Linked DNA regions of Gossypium hirsutum: all the other regions are linked to region 1. A link is a contact called in public Hi-C data. All regions are on one chromosome and are shown on one strand. The core of a region is the stretch at or near the end of the contact, and the rest is flanking DNA. Distances in the headings are between cores, read along the strand shown.

Region 1 (3,513 bases), core at 484-2,983:
GATAGTTAGATGAACCAATTAGTTAAACCATGAAATCTCACCCAATCATCTTTTTACTTTCTAGGAACAACTATAATCAAAATACTCACATTATTTGGAAAGAAATACTCACATTTGACATATCATAATATTCAAAGAAACAGTTAAAAACTACATGATATGAACAATAGGCTAAGAAAGCATAAACAGTTGGTAATATAAGAGAGGCCATTGGAACCTCACAAAGGATCAAGGTCTTCATATCTGCAAAACATGCCTAAATAATGCTAGCTCAAAAGGTTCATTTCTTCTGTTTAAGAAAGGGTGTTCACCCCAATCTTAATTGGTATTTGGAGGCATAACCTAAAGAATTAGAAGCCAAGGAACTGGCCGTTTGGATTGCAATTTACTGAAGAGAACCTAAAATTTCACCTGGCTAACATTAAGCAGATCAAATGCTCATCAAGCTGCAGGGTCCAACACTAATCAATAATAGTTCAACATTGCAATTGCTATTGTTACTTTACGATTTTAACTATCAAAACACTGAGGCCGTTGAGTAGAGAAACAGAGGGGAATTCGAGAATTTGGTACCTGAATTATGCCCTTTATCCGCCAAACTCCATGGTTATACACCACAATATGAGAATCATCGGGGTGGAGCGCCACAACCTCCTTCCTCACCTCTTCAACCGCGACATTATGATCGGTTGATAACCGTTCGGCCACCACTTGATTATTAGGTCCATTTGGAGACACTCTCCGGCCAAGAACCGCCCTTGAGTCACCAAGATTAGCCACATATAAAACATCGTTTGCAATTGCCCCAACAAGACAACAGGAACCAACAGAAGCGATTTGTGGCCTGCCTGGCCACGATCGTTTCACTAAGTGCAGAAACTCCTCCTCAGTAGCATCAAAGGCTTTCTTTATTACTTCTGCTGATAACCCTCCATGCTCTGATGCAAACTCTGCCACAATTGAACCAACCAAAAGCAAAAAACAAAATGAATCTCTATTTCTCCTGTATATAAATTGATCAAAGGCCAAGGTTCGTTTACTTGTATGATTGTACCTTCAAGGTTGAAAAAGAAACCCAAGAAAGAAGAACTTACTATGAAGAAAAGGGAACAAATGTTGAGTGATGAAACGGGAAGCCTCAGGTCCACCATGGCCGTCGTAGACGCCGACGTAAGTGGCGGAAGGGGAAGTAAACACCTGACCTTGATCTTCCAAAGAGGAATTGGCTTGAACAACTGCTATGGAATAGTCCCCAGAAACGTAGGGCTTCAAATCCATATGCCATAAGAGCTCATCGCCTCCACCTCCACCTCCTCCAAAGCACATCTCTAACGGCCTTGTGCACATCTCCAACATCCTCTCTGACTCAACTTGGACCTTCTTTGAGAAACAAGAAAAGTTGTACAAGGAATCTCTAAATAAAAACAATGGGATTTCTTTAGGGAAAGAAAACAGCAGTGGATATTTCCAGGAAGTGGAGTTGTGAAATGTATGATAAAAATGAGATTATAGTATTTTGTGTTTCTTTTTCCTTTTATGTTATAAGTTTTCTTTGAAGTTGATATTTTGGTAAGTGTAATGGGAGTTTGAAACAGGACAGAAAGACGGTTGAAATTTGGAATGGTTCAAAGTAAACGGTTAATCAAATAAGAGAAAAAGAAAAGTGGGGATTGACGTATTTGTTGGGAAAACTTATCCAGTGGATGTCAGCTACACAGAATCCAATTCCTTTACAAACTAACGCGTTGCCTCCAAATCTATCCTCTGCTTTCTTTCTTTATTTTCACACTCCCATGAATCCCATGTTTTTTTATGCTTTTCTTTTGCCCTACCTATTCCTCTTCCCACTTTTCCACTTTATCAATACTATATTTATTTTCTATGAATTTGTTCATTTTCAAATTCTGTTTTTTCAGTTGTTTTATTTGGACATTATATGAAAATACCTTTACCCTTTGAAGTAAGAGTGTTTTAGCAATTTTAATGTTGAGCTAGAGTTAATCTTACAAGTTCATGGAACAACAATTTAATTAAAAAATTATTAATATATACTTTAATATACGAAGTAACATATATTAATACGATGATATTTTTATATTTTCATGAATTTTAGTATAATGAAAATTAAATTTAAGGACACTTTAATTTTATGTTTTTAACTTATCTATTTCAACCAAAATTTTCATTCGTCTTGATATAATTTTTTTTAAAAACATATTTTTTAGATTGATTTATTTCATTTACAAAGTGAGTGTATCAAAATTTAGTATATATTACAAGGATAGAAAAAGGTTACTCATACACCGAGTCCAAGAGTGTGTTAATTGAAAAGTGAGATACAAATAATTTACCATTTCGTTTGTGGTTAGGTAGATTAAAGTTTATCAAATATTATGATACAATGACTATTTTTAGTCATATATCTTTTTGTTGTTACAATAACAATAATATCAACCTAATTAAGGTTATTTTGAGTTTAATGTAAATAATTAATAAAATATTAAAATATGATTATGAGATTAAATAGATATAATTTATATTTAAAAAGATTGAAAACAACAGGTTCAAGTGCTATTTTTTTTAAGACAAGATTTTGTGAATTTACAATATAAAATATATCACTAAAGATTTTTTTTATATATTTTTAAAAATTTCATTCAGATAAAATCTAATTTTTTTAATTACGCTATTTAATTTAATGTAATATAAGAAAAAAGAAAGAGAAACAAGGAATCATGAAAAAATCCATGGAAATGGAAACGCAGAATATGAAGGCGAAAAAAATGAGTTTCACCCCTTCTTTTTATTTCCATAATTGAAGGCTTGCCTGACTTTAAGGTCTTGATTTTTGACTAATTTATGTGAATTTTGATGAGAAAAAGAGAATTTCATTGCCGTGTCTAAAAAATATCAGCAACGCTTGAAGTCAAACAGTTGTAATGAAACACAGCACATGTCACATTTACATGGAACGAGGATTTGTTTTTATGGAAAAATTGGAGTTCCTTGCCCAAGTGGGAGGGGTTAAAACAATAAACAATTTTGACTTGGGCCCCATTTTTGTTGAAATTACTTTACATTAAGTTTTTCGTAAAGCAGAGTAGGAATTTATCCAATCATCTAATTTAAAAATCTAATCTTTAATCAGGAGATCATTTTCATATCAACAAAAGATTTATTTTATCATTATACTATGAGCTTTGGTTAAATCTTTATTTCTTTTTCGAAAAATACTAATGGAAAGTGACACCGCACCTTACCTTTGAGTTGTTTTATTAGTTTCACTATTCCTCTTGATGAACAAGCAAATGTGGGTGACGAAGATAGAAATTACTTCAATGAAAGCCATTAAAATTTGGAGACAAGGACATGTAAGTTTGATTTGATTGCTTATTTCTATCTTCTTTAATATGTTTGGTTTGATTGAATTAAAATACAACTAATTTAGTAAAACACTCTTCAAATTTCAACATCATTTCCAATTTAAATTACTATCAAAGCCCTATCCCGCTG
Region 2 (3,339 bases), core at 836-3,335, 220 kb after region 1:
ATGACCAAGCTTTTGAAGCTTTCAAGTTAATAATCTGTTGGGCTAATGAATGGAGGTCTTTAAAAAATGCCAACAATTTTATTTGGTTTACCTATTTATTTTAAATATGTTTTTTTTTGTGTTAAGGTTCTAATCTAGAAATATCCCCGTCATATCCCATCTCTGGATAAGCTATTCAGAGGATATCCCTGTCATATTCCATCCCGATTCAGGATTTTTAGTGCCCGATTCGGTTGTTTTAGTGTTCGGTTTAGATTTTTTATGTGTTTGGATCGGGCTACCTATCATACTTATTCCAATCAGGGATATCTCATTCCAAGGATATCTCAGTTCTTGGGTATACCATTTAGGGATATCCTGATTTGGGTGTATCTCTTTCCAAGGGTATCCCTTGTGCTTTTAGGGTTATGGTTTGAAAAATGTAAAAGAGTTTATTAAACATATAAATATTTTTTTTGCTTTTTTTAAATAAAAAAATTGAAATAACATTGAGACCGTAAATTTGAATAATAGTGTAAAAAAAATATATCTATAGAAACATGATATATACATGAACAAATAATAAATGAAAGCATCTTTCATATTTATTTCCCCTTTATTATCTCTTATTTCCCCTTTTTCTTTCTAACGTTTCTTTTCTGTTAATTCCCCCATTTCCCTTTTATTATCTATTATTTATTATTTCCTATTTCCCTTTTTTTTCTAACGTTTCTTTTCTGTTAATCCTCCCGAATAAAGAATTAGTGATTTAATGAAAGAATTAAATGTTACCGTTTAAAGTGAATGGGGTACTGAAAGTGATACGTGAGAGGATTCAAACATTTAGAATCCATTGGCTTTTCACATCATTTTTCTTTCCCCCATTTATTAGTCGATTCTCTTATCTCCTTCTCTTGCTTTCTTTTTTGTTTTCTTTTCTATCTTCCTCCTTTCTTCTCCTTTCATAACAAACCTTTGCCTTTTCATTTTTATTTTAGTTTCAGATCTATACCTTTTTTAATTCTATGTTAGTGGGTCTATTTTATTGTTTTTTGGTTCATAAAAAATTTGAGTGATTGAACATAGATTTGAAGTCGGAAACAACAAATGTAAAGTTTCTTCATCTTGTAATCTTGTTGCATGAGTTGTTTGTATTAGCTAAGTTTGTCATTTAAAGAGAACTATTTTAATGCCTTGATGATGATATTTTTTATGTTCTATTAAGTTCTTTGTGTTTTGTTGGTATTTCCAAGAATATCTTATTTTTTTTATTGGATGAAATTTATACAATTATAATTATATTTGTAAGTGATATTTGCTTTTGTTATTTTGTATTTTATGTAAATTTTCATTTCTATGCAACAATGTATACTTCAGAGATTGAAGTGAGAAGCAAGATTCTACTAGGTCAAAATTGTAAGTGTTCATTTATCTATTATTTTTCTTTTTTGTTAATTTTCAAATTGATATTTGTCACGTTCCATGAGATGGTATATTCATTGAATATGACGATACATTTTCCTTCTTGGTGAATAACCAAGCTTTTGAAGCTTTCAAGTTAATAATCTGTTAAGCTAATGAATGAAGGGTTCTAAACAAAACCAACAATTGTATCGATTTACCTATTTATTTGAAATACAACAATACAGAACATTCAGATAAACATAATATATTTTAAAGCTAATTAAAGATATAAGCTATAAAAATAATTATAAATGCTTTTCTTAGGAAAAATAATACTAGTATGAGAAATTAGTCGAGTTCCAAAGCTACATTAGGGGGTTTTGTTATCGATTTTAGTTCAATTTTCTAAATCTTATTTTAATTGCGTTTTCATCTCTATTTTTTTGTTAAATATATATGTTTCCTTATACTTCTATTTTCAGTTGATTTTGGTATGAGATTTTGGTTTTTAGCAATATAAATCCTTTGTCTTTGTCTTTATACATCAATTTTCGGTGGATGTTTTTTATTTTTGAATTCTTTGTTTCCCTTTGTTTTATTTTTTTGTTTCTCTTTACGGATCTTTCGTTTTATTTCATGCTTAGCAGAATATTGTTGGGGCTATGGGTTATTGGGCTTTCGATTCAATGTTAGGTGATTTGTCTTGTTTATGTTTTGGATTACTGGGTTATTGGGCTTATCTTATATTCGGTGCAAAATTTTTAACTGTCCTGCTGTAGTTAATTTTTCTTCTTATTCTACTCCAAGGATATCCTAGTCATATTCCTTCTCGGGATAAACTATTCTGCGGATATCCTGACTATGTTATTCCTGATTGAAAATTTCTACAGTCTGGTTCAATTGTTTTAGTGTCTGGTTCAAATTTTTTACGTTATTGAACCGAGCTATATGTCATACTTATTCCGATAAGGGATATCCCATTCAAAAGATATCCCAATTCGAGATATCCCATTCCACTTATATTCCAATTGAAGGATATCCCATTCTACCAATATCTTGATTTAGGGTCTGGGGTTTTATGTTTGGTTTTTATATATAGAATTTGTTCACACGTGATGAGTATGGTTAACAATTCCAGTGGTGATAGAAGTAATGATAAAAGAGAAAAGAAATATTTTACAACACATGGAAAGTTTTAACTAGTTATTTCATGTTGCATCTTCTTCTGTGCAATTATATTATGAGAAGTATATATTGAAGTAACCATGCATGGATTCAAAACAATCAGGTGAAACATAAATCCTTGACGATCATGAATCCCTTGACGATCATGAATCCCTTGACAATCATGAATCACGTTGTATGATTAATTTTAAAATGTCAAAATTTGTATTCACAAGCTTGTTGAGAGTTTTAGAAATAAGATACAATTTGCAAACTTTAAGACACATATTTTCTCATGAAATGTTGGGATTTTTTTTTTTTTTGTAAATCTTGGGCACCAATGTAAAGGTTTGGAGTAACAATAACTCAATACTTTGCAATTGTACTTAAGAAAGTTTCAACGATGGTCGTTGATATAATTTTACCAAATGATCGTTATTTTAGCTCAATACCCGAACAAATACATAATGATTCTAGATATATGTCACATTTTAAGGTAAAAATTTCAAATTATATTATTATATTTTAATATTTTTTAACTAAAAATATGCATGAGACTAATGATTATTTGTTTAGGATTGCATAGGTAAATTGATGGTACACATTTGCTGCTATTCTTCCACTAAATGAACAAATTCCCTAAATTAAAAGAAAATGTGTCTCAACTCAGAATATTATGGCAGTATGTGATTTTAATATTTGTTTCACATTTGTTATGTCTTGGATGTGAAGGATCAACGCATGACACTAGAATATTTCTTAATGCAATTTGAGATTCAAAATACAAATTTC
Region 3 (3,416 bases), core at 583-3,082, 160 kb before region 1:
TTCTTCCTTTTCTTGTCATGTGCGTACTTGACTCTTCGTCCCCATTTTTGTAGGCCAGCTCAAAGATTTTCCAATTTAGCAAGAGCATCACTTGATTTCTCATCCCATAGTTTCCTAATAACATCAGCACAATTCGGTTCCATAAGCCACCAAGATTTAAACTTAAAGCGATTTCTCCCATCATGTGCACTATTTATCTCTGTTTTGATTAGATTCGGACAGTGATAATAGAATCAATGCATAAGATTATGTACCTTGTAATTACTATACAAATTGAGCCAAGCATTATTTGCCACTCCCCGGTCTAGCCATTCTCGAATATTTGTGGTCTGGAAGTTGCCCCTCTCCCATGTATCCTTCTGTCCCGTATAACCCAAATCGACTAATTCATAATCTGTTAAGGCCTTTCGAAAAGCCTCCATCTGCCTTTCATTTCTTGTTGCGCCTCCCGTTTTTTTATGAGCATACATAATCTCGTTGAAATCACCACATATACACCATGCTTCTGAATTTGTTTCTTGTAGCCTTCGAAGAAGATTCTAAGAGTCCTGCCTATCTGAGACTTGTGGATTCCCATAAAATCCAGTGAACCTCCATTTGTTTGAGTTATCTTCATCAATAACTTCAACATCAACATGAGATTCTGAATAGCCAAGTGATTTTCGTTCCATGCAAGGCAAATTCTACCACGTGTACCCGTTGCTGATATATCTATCCCGTTCTGAAAACCACATTTTCTCCTAACTCATTCCATGCGTCTATGATCCAATTTTGTCTCCATTATGAAGACCAGTTGGGGTTTGTAGAGTTTCAACATATGTTGAAATCTCCTACTAGCCTGGGGATTCCCCAGTCTCCAGACATTCCAGCTTAGGAGTTTCATGGCTTCCAGTCGGCTTGCCCATTGGCAGCCGCCGATATAACTTGTGTTAGTTCTGAACTAACGTGGGAAACAGCCTGCTTACAATCAAAATTGGCATAACTATCCTCCCTATCCTTATTTTCCTTTACTTTTTTAACAGGACTTTCATTAGTGAGATATGTCGCATTCTCAACTAGGCTTTCATGATTAAACTTGCGTTTATCCAAGATCCTTTCTGACATATTTGCATCAAAGTTCTTCTTGTCCAATCTACGCCAGCTGCTTCTGTGGTATCTCGGTTGTTGTGTTGCTTCCCATTCTTCATAATTTTTTATCTCCACTTCATCTATCTGATTTTCTGCCATGCTACTTTGGTTTTTCTGTAACTTTTCCTCCACATTGGTCATACCCTTTCCAAGACTTTCAATACCATCATTAAATTTGTTATTTCCCCCCCGGTCTTCTGCGTCCAGAACATTTGGGTCTTTTTTTGAAATTTTTGCCATCATCATATCTATCTGTCTTCGGCATCAATAATTCTGTACTGCACTTACCGTTACTATCTGGTTCTTCCATGCCTGTATAGTTACACTGTATCATTGTTTTCTTTTTCAGGGATCCGAGCCATATGCTTTCTTTTCCTTTGATAGAAGATTCAGCTTTAAGCGCTATTGAATAAGGTAAATCATCTTCTGTCTTTACTCTTTCTTCAAATGAAATACTCGTACAATCTTTAACCCCATGCCTTGCCGACCACACCCAAAACAGAACGTTGGTAGTGATTCGTATTTGAAAGGAAGCCAGGTTCTTCCTTGATTGTTTGGAGAGACAAACAGACCTTTCTGTAGTGGTTTCTGCACATCTAAATTGACCTTAAGGCGACAAAAGTCCTCTTTAATCTCTGATCGTATCACACCCCCAAACGTGGATCCCACCGCATGCATTAGGTTCTTTTTGTCACATTCTGGAGGACTTGGCCCTATTTTTATCCAAAAAGGGGGAAAGAATCAGTCAATCTTGCCTCGCTCCAGTGGTTCCGTTATTCGGTCAAGAATTACTAGTTGTTTCCAAAAAAGCCATGGTCGCCCTTCCATGACACGCTCTAAATCATCCTCATCTTCAAAAATTATTGAAAACAGGTTCTGCCCCACAATATTAATCTCGAATTTCTTTCTAGTTTTCCATACACTCCTTAATTGTGCTCTCAAACTATCTGGGTTATATGATTTCTTTGTCCAAACAGTGTAGATCAGCGTTGGATTTTCTGCCGGAGTTACTAGCGAACTCTTTACTGTTAACTGGATCAGTTCTTCTTCAAAAAGAGCTAATTCATTTTCTGCTTCCATACCCTCAAGTCACCACTCGTCCGCTGCCAAAGCACAGTAACCGTTGTTTCTTTGGGATGCTCAGAGAGCACTCTTGACTTTTTAGGGTTGTTAATTAGTAAAAATAACAAAATATTATTATACACTCATCTATATCTATTAATTTCAATATAAAACCCCATCCTTCATTTAAAAAAATAAAATATATTAAGATGATATAAAAAATATAATTTTTAGGCACCAATAAAATAGTGCCACATTATTAAATTTTAAAAATAACAAAATATTATTATTGCAGTATTTTATATTAATTAAATCTTTATATCTGTGGTTTTGTGTTTTACTATTATGTTTAAGGTCTGAAATTCGAATTGTATTGTTAAAAGTTTTATTATTTTAAAACAACCCCATCCATGCATTACATAGTTAAATGTAATTCTATGTAAATTTATATTAAGAATGAGTTTGTTGGTTCACTATTTAAGTCTCTGTATTTTGTTTGGCCCCGTGTTCGAGCCCCATCGTATGTGTTAGGAAATATTTTGCTTCTTGTCGAAAAATTTACTAGTGGCTGAGACAAAATATTTTAAATGTTTCTTTTTTTTTTCCCTTTCTTTTCCCCTTTACATTTTTGCTTCTTTCCCTTCTCTTTTTCTTTTTCCTCTTCTTTCGCTTTTTGTTTTTAAATCGTTTGAGCGTGTTGTTGTCGATCGTTGGACTTCTCATTCTAATCTATTGTACGGGTCGGGTAAGTATGTCTTCTGTGATGTCAATTGTGTCAATTTGTTAAAAGTTCTAAGAAATGACGGTGTTGTATCGTTGATAGTTTGCGCTAATGGATAATTTCTCGTGGTTAAACAATGTTGGTTCTTTATTTTAGGAATAGGTGTTGGAAGTAACAAATCTCGGCAGGTTAATTCGAGTAATTGCAGTTAATCTTTTGTTAAGTGTCAATTTCGTTGAAGATTTTATGTCGAAGTTTTTGACATAAGTTTCTGTGTATAATTGTGCTTCATTGTCGTTAAATTCAGTTGATTGAATGATTGAATGGTTGTTTTAGGCTTCAAAGACTCTCTATGTTGTTTTCGCTACACAATCTCTTTAGGTGCGTACCAAAAACCCCTGTTTTTGCAAATTTCAAACACTGGAAAATGTGGCTGTCAACGTCACACAGCCAGAGACGTAGGCGTGCGACCAGGCCATATGGTTGGCTATGTAACTCACTGATC
Region 4 (3,682 bases), core at 361-2,860, 190 kb after region 1:
CACCGATCCAACAAACCTTGTAAACAGCAACCCTAGCGCGCGTGGCCATACCACGCGCCGTTCCTTGTGCGTAACCAAACAAGCTAGCTCCTTCCACCACCGACCCTGCAGCGGTGGAGGCCGTGTGAGTACCATGCCCATCATCATCTCGAGGTGATCTTGATTCCTTGGTCTCGTCAATTGCACCCAAGGCAGCCTCATACCCCTTAGCAAAGTACCTCGCACCTATCAATTTTTTATTGCAATTTGCGGAGGTAAAATTGGTGCCTGATTCGCACGCGCCTTTCCAGCTGCTTGGTATTGGTCCAAGCCCCGTATCAGCAAAGCTCTTGCTCTCAGGCCAAACACCAGTATCCAACACACCAATAACAACTTCACTCGCCGACTCAGACTCAGGGAACAAAGCAGCAGCTTGACTGAGTCCAAGGAACTCAGGTGTACGAGTCGTGTGTAACTCGTATCTTACCTCGGGTAAAACCGCGAGGATCCCTGGTTGGCTCTCGAGTTGCTCAGCTTCTTCATCAGTTAACTGAGTAGAGAATCCATGGATAACGTTGTCGTAGGTATAGAGCATTGCAGCCGAGCCGGAAACTGACTTCAAAGAGGAGTCATACCAGTGAGTATGGTGCTGGAAACTCGGAGGCATCTCGGATTTAGCCATGTGCACGATGTAAGTCTTTCTGCTACTCTTCTTCTCCTCCAATGGTGCAGCCATGGGCACGTGGCAAAGACCAAGAATCAGGACAATCATAAAACACTTAACCATCTCCATTTTTGTTCACTCTCTTCTTCACCAGAAAGAGAGGAAAAGCAATAGAGATGAAAGCTTGGATAAAACTCTTGATTTTATACAAAAAGGAACAGCTGTTTTCCTTTATTAAATATAAAAGAAGAGAGAGTGAACGTGGTCGTAGGACGGTGGTGGTTGTCTTGTTGTTTGAATGATTGGTTGCAAACCAAAAATAAATAAAGGAGAAAAAGAAAGAGGTGATGGAGGTTAAGAGCTGAGATAAGATACTAATAACTTTCTTTCACATGATTTCATGCTTTTGTGTTTATCCGTTGTCTTCAAATCTTCTCTTTTATTCTCGAGGCTGAGAATTGATTCTCTCTTCCTCCTCCCCTCTCAAGGCTGATGATAACTGTGTATTTCCTTTTTTTCTTTTTGCAGAGTTAAGGGGAACAACAATAAAGCACAAAAAGCAATAATTGAGAAGGGAAAAAAAAGGGCTTAATCCTTTCAATTATTTGTTCATTTAAGAAAAAACAAAGGATGGTTAAGCGATTACCATCTAGTCATTTGGGAAGATGAGTTGATGAGGAAGACGATAATTCAAGATTAAATTTGCATAAAAGGAAATTAAATAATAAGACGGTAGGTATAGTTAGTATAAAAATAATTTAAGATATCATGTGATGCCATAAAATAACACAAATTTATAAATGATATTTGAAAAGTAATGGCAGTAAAAATTCGTGAAGCTTAGAATTTCAAGTGCCCAAGTAGATAATATTTTAATTACGGTTGGCTGCTCTTTGAAATGAATATAATACAAAAGATGTGTATATGAAATTCATCAGACAGTTGAGTTGAATATGGATTATGTTTTGGAGGTTATAGATTTGCAATTCTTGATTCTGTCAGTATATTAATAATTATTTTTAAAACGACATAGTTATCAATTAGGTCTAACAGTTTGACTATAAAAGTATGAATTTGAAGAAAAATAATTTGGATAATTTAAATATTAATTTGTATTTAAGATATTAATAAATTTTTATTGTGTTTATTTAATTTTACATTATTTTTCCAGTTCACGGGCATTTGTCTTTGGCTCTTTGCTTCTTTCTATATTTATTATTTTATGCAACACGTTTGGAAATTATTGATGGGAGGTATACCCGCCAACCAACCATCCCCTTCTTCTTGCCTGTGCCCAAATAAATATTTAATTTAATAATAATTACAAATTGGTAAATGTTTTTGAAGGTGAATATTTAATTTAATGTGTAATTGGATTTAGATTTATCACAAATAATATATTAAACTATAGGCAAGTTCAAAATTGAATTCAAAAGTTGCTCACTTCTCATCTCACCAGTGATTGAAATTTATTTGGCAGAGAAAAGAAGGGTTAGATTCAGTGTAGGACTGATTTTCGTTTTTAAAGTATGTAATTTCTTTTGCCTATTGTTCAAATTGGGTGAGCAAAATTTGATTCGATTCGAAAAATTTGATAAAATTTTTAAATTTTGAATTAAATAGTTCGAGTTATTTGAGTTAATCAAGTTATTTGGATAAACTCGAATAAAAAAATAAGTTTTTTTGTTTAATTCGAGTTATCTAAAAATCCGAATAAGAAAATGCAAAACTACATCATTTTGATAAATGACTATATTTTTTAAAGTTAAAAGTCAAAACTATTAAGTTAAAAGGTAAAACTACGTTGTTTTTATAAAGTTTACTAATTAAGTTAAAAGGCAAAACCATTATATTGTTTATGTTGTTAAATAATTTTATACTTCGTTTGCTAGTTAAATAATTGGTTCATGTAAGTGCAACATTGAGTATAAATAATAGGATTCGTTAACTCGACTCTACTTGACTCTAAATTTTTTGACTCAATTCGATCTGATTCGAAAAAAATTCAAATTGAGTTCGGTTGCTAAAATAGGATTCGTCAACTCGACTAACTCGAAATTTTTTGACTCAATCGAATACTCACCCCTACTTATACTAACCTGGATTGAAATGTTGAAAAAACTATTTTCTTTTTTTTTTTTAAATTGAATACTATTAAATTTGTTGGATATTAGTTCCACGTTGTGGGGTCCGGTCATCACGTGTAGACATTGGACGCCATGATGCCATACTTCAATAAAAATCAAATTACAGCACAAGATCTCTAATATTAATAAGTTTCATTTTAACCACTTAATTAACATTATTTATTTATAAATAATTTGTTCCTCAACTGTCATAAGTATGGCGTATTAACTCAATATGCTACAAGGTTAATACCTAGCTCTTGAATTAGGATAAGTTATAATAATATTCTATTTTTTTTATATTTAATAGTTTTTTTTAAATAGAACGCTTTTGGAGAAAGTGTGTGAAAATGAGTTTAGCTAGGCATGTTTTCCTCTAACGATCATTTCCCAACGGTCCAATTTTAAACGAGGCTAATGGTAAAATTTTTTAAGGGGCAACGATTTTTTTACTATAAATACCAAGCCATTTTTCATTCTTTTCACTCAAATCCAACTATCTATTCTCTTTAAACTCTCAATTCTTTCAACTCTCTCAATTTTCTCAAGTTTTGTTTGAAATTTTTCAATCCATTTGTTTGAAAATATTATAGTTTTATTTTATTGTTTAGTAGATTATTCATTTCGATTAAATTTTCATAAATGGCAAGTTCGCTGATTCGTTTCGACGACAAGCACATTCCGCTACTCAATCGACAATGGTAAGAAAAAATTTAAAATTTCGTTATTTTCAATTAAGTTAATTTTAAAGTTTTTTTAAAATTTTAAAATATTTTATTTTGTTGATATAAATAGGCGGATGATCGTGTTTTGGGGGCGTTCATACACAATTTGTCAAAGAGTCCAAACATTGAAATTCGTGGTTATTTACAAGATGCGAGATTCTTACATGCATTTCATATGCTCAGGGGCT

What was found. A called contact is a pair of places that touch in the nucleus more often than the background predicts.
Region 2: a Hi-C map of leaf shows a contact between it and region 1, with 2.6 times the contacts expected there. The contact joins the enhancer-like site here to the promoter of LOC107900097 in region 1. A contact is called at or near these places in 3 of 34 Hi-C or Micro-C datasets (callus and leaf).
Region 3: a Hi-C map of leaf shows a contact between it and region 1, with 3 times the contacts expected there. The contact joins the enhancer-like site here to the promoter of LOC107900097 in region 1. A contact is called at or near these places in 3 of 34 Hi-C or Micro-C datasets (callus and leaf).
Region 4: a Hi-C map of leaf shows a contact between it and region 1, with 2.3 times the contacts expected there. The contact joins the promoter of LOC107900081 here to the promoter of LOC107900097 in region 1. A contact is called at or near these places in 5 of 34 Hi-C or Micro-C datasets (callus and leaf).

What each region holds. Positions count from the first base shown.
Region 1 is chrA11:64,720,360-64,723,872 of Gossypium_hirsutum_v2.1, reverse strand. LOC107900097 (probable protein phosphatase 2C 63) reads right to left here and starts at 1,733. Exons shown (of 4, transcript XM_016825807.2): 1 at 1,095-1,733; 2 at 574-950. The coding sequence starts at 1,356.
Region 2 is chrA11:64,502,072-64,505,410 of Gossypium_hirsutum_v2.1, reverse strand. No RefSeq gene overlaps it. Among protein-coding and RNA genes, the nearest start is that of LOC107900081, 24 kb to the left of the region's middle. Within about 2 kb of position 2,085, at least 1 of the 9 cell types and tissues checked has an H3K27ac peak or open chromatin away from gene starts, as enhancers often do. A contact at or near this core is called in leaf, where this site is marked.
Region 3 is chrA11:64,877,312-64,880,727 of Gossypium_hirsutum_v2.1, reverse strand. It overlaps LOC107900126 (a long non-coding RNA gene), which reads left to right. Exons shown (of 7, transcript XR_001684824.2): 5 at 1,478-1,542; 6 at 1,631-2,001; 7 at 2,106-2,336. Among protein-coding and RNA genes, the nearest start is that of LOC107900126, 5.1 kb to the left of the region's middle. Within about 2 kb of position 1,832, at least 6 of the 9 cell types and tissues checked have an H3K27ac peak or open chromatin away from gene starts, as enhancers often do. A contact at or near this core is called in leaf, where this site is marked.
Region 4 is chrA11:64,526,038-64,529,719 of Gossypium_hirsutum_v2.1, reverse strand. It overlaps LOC107900081 (subtilisin-like protease SBT1.7), which reads right to left and starts at 1,610. Exons shown (of 1, transcript XM_016825794.2): 1 at 1-1,610. The coding sequence starts at 772.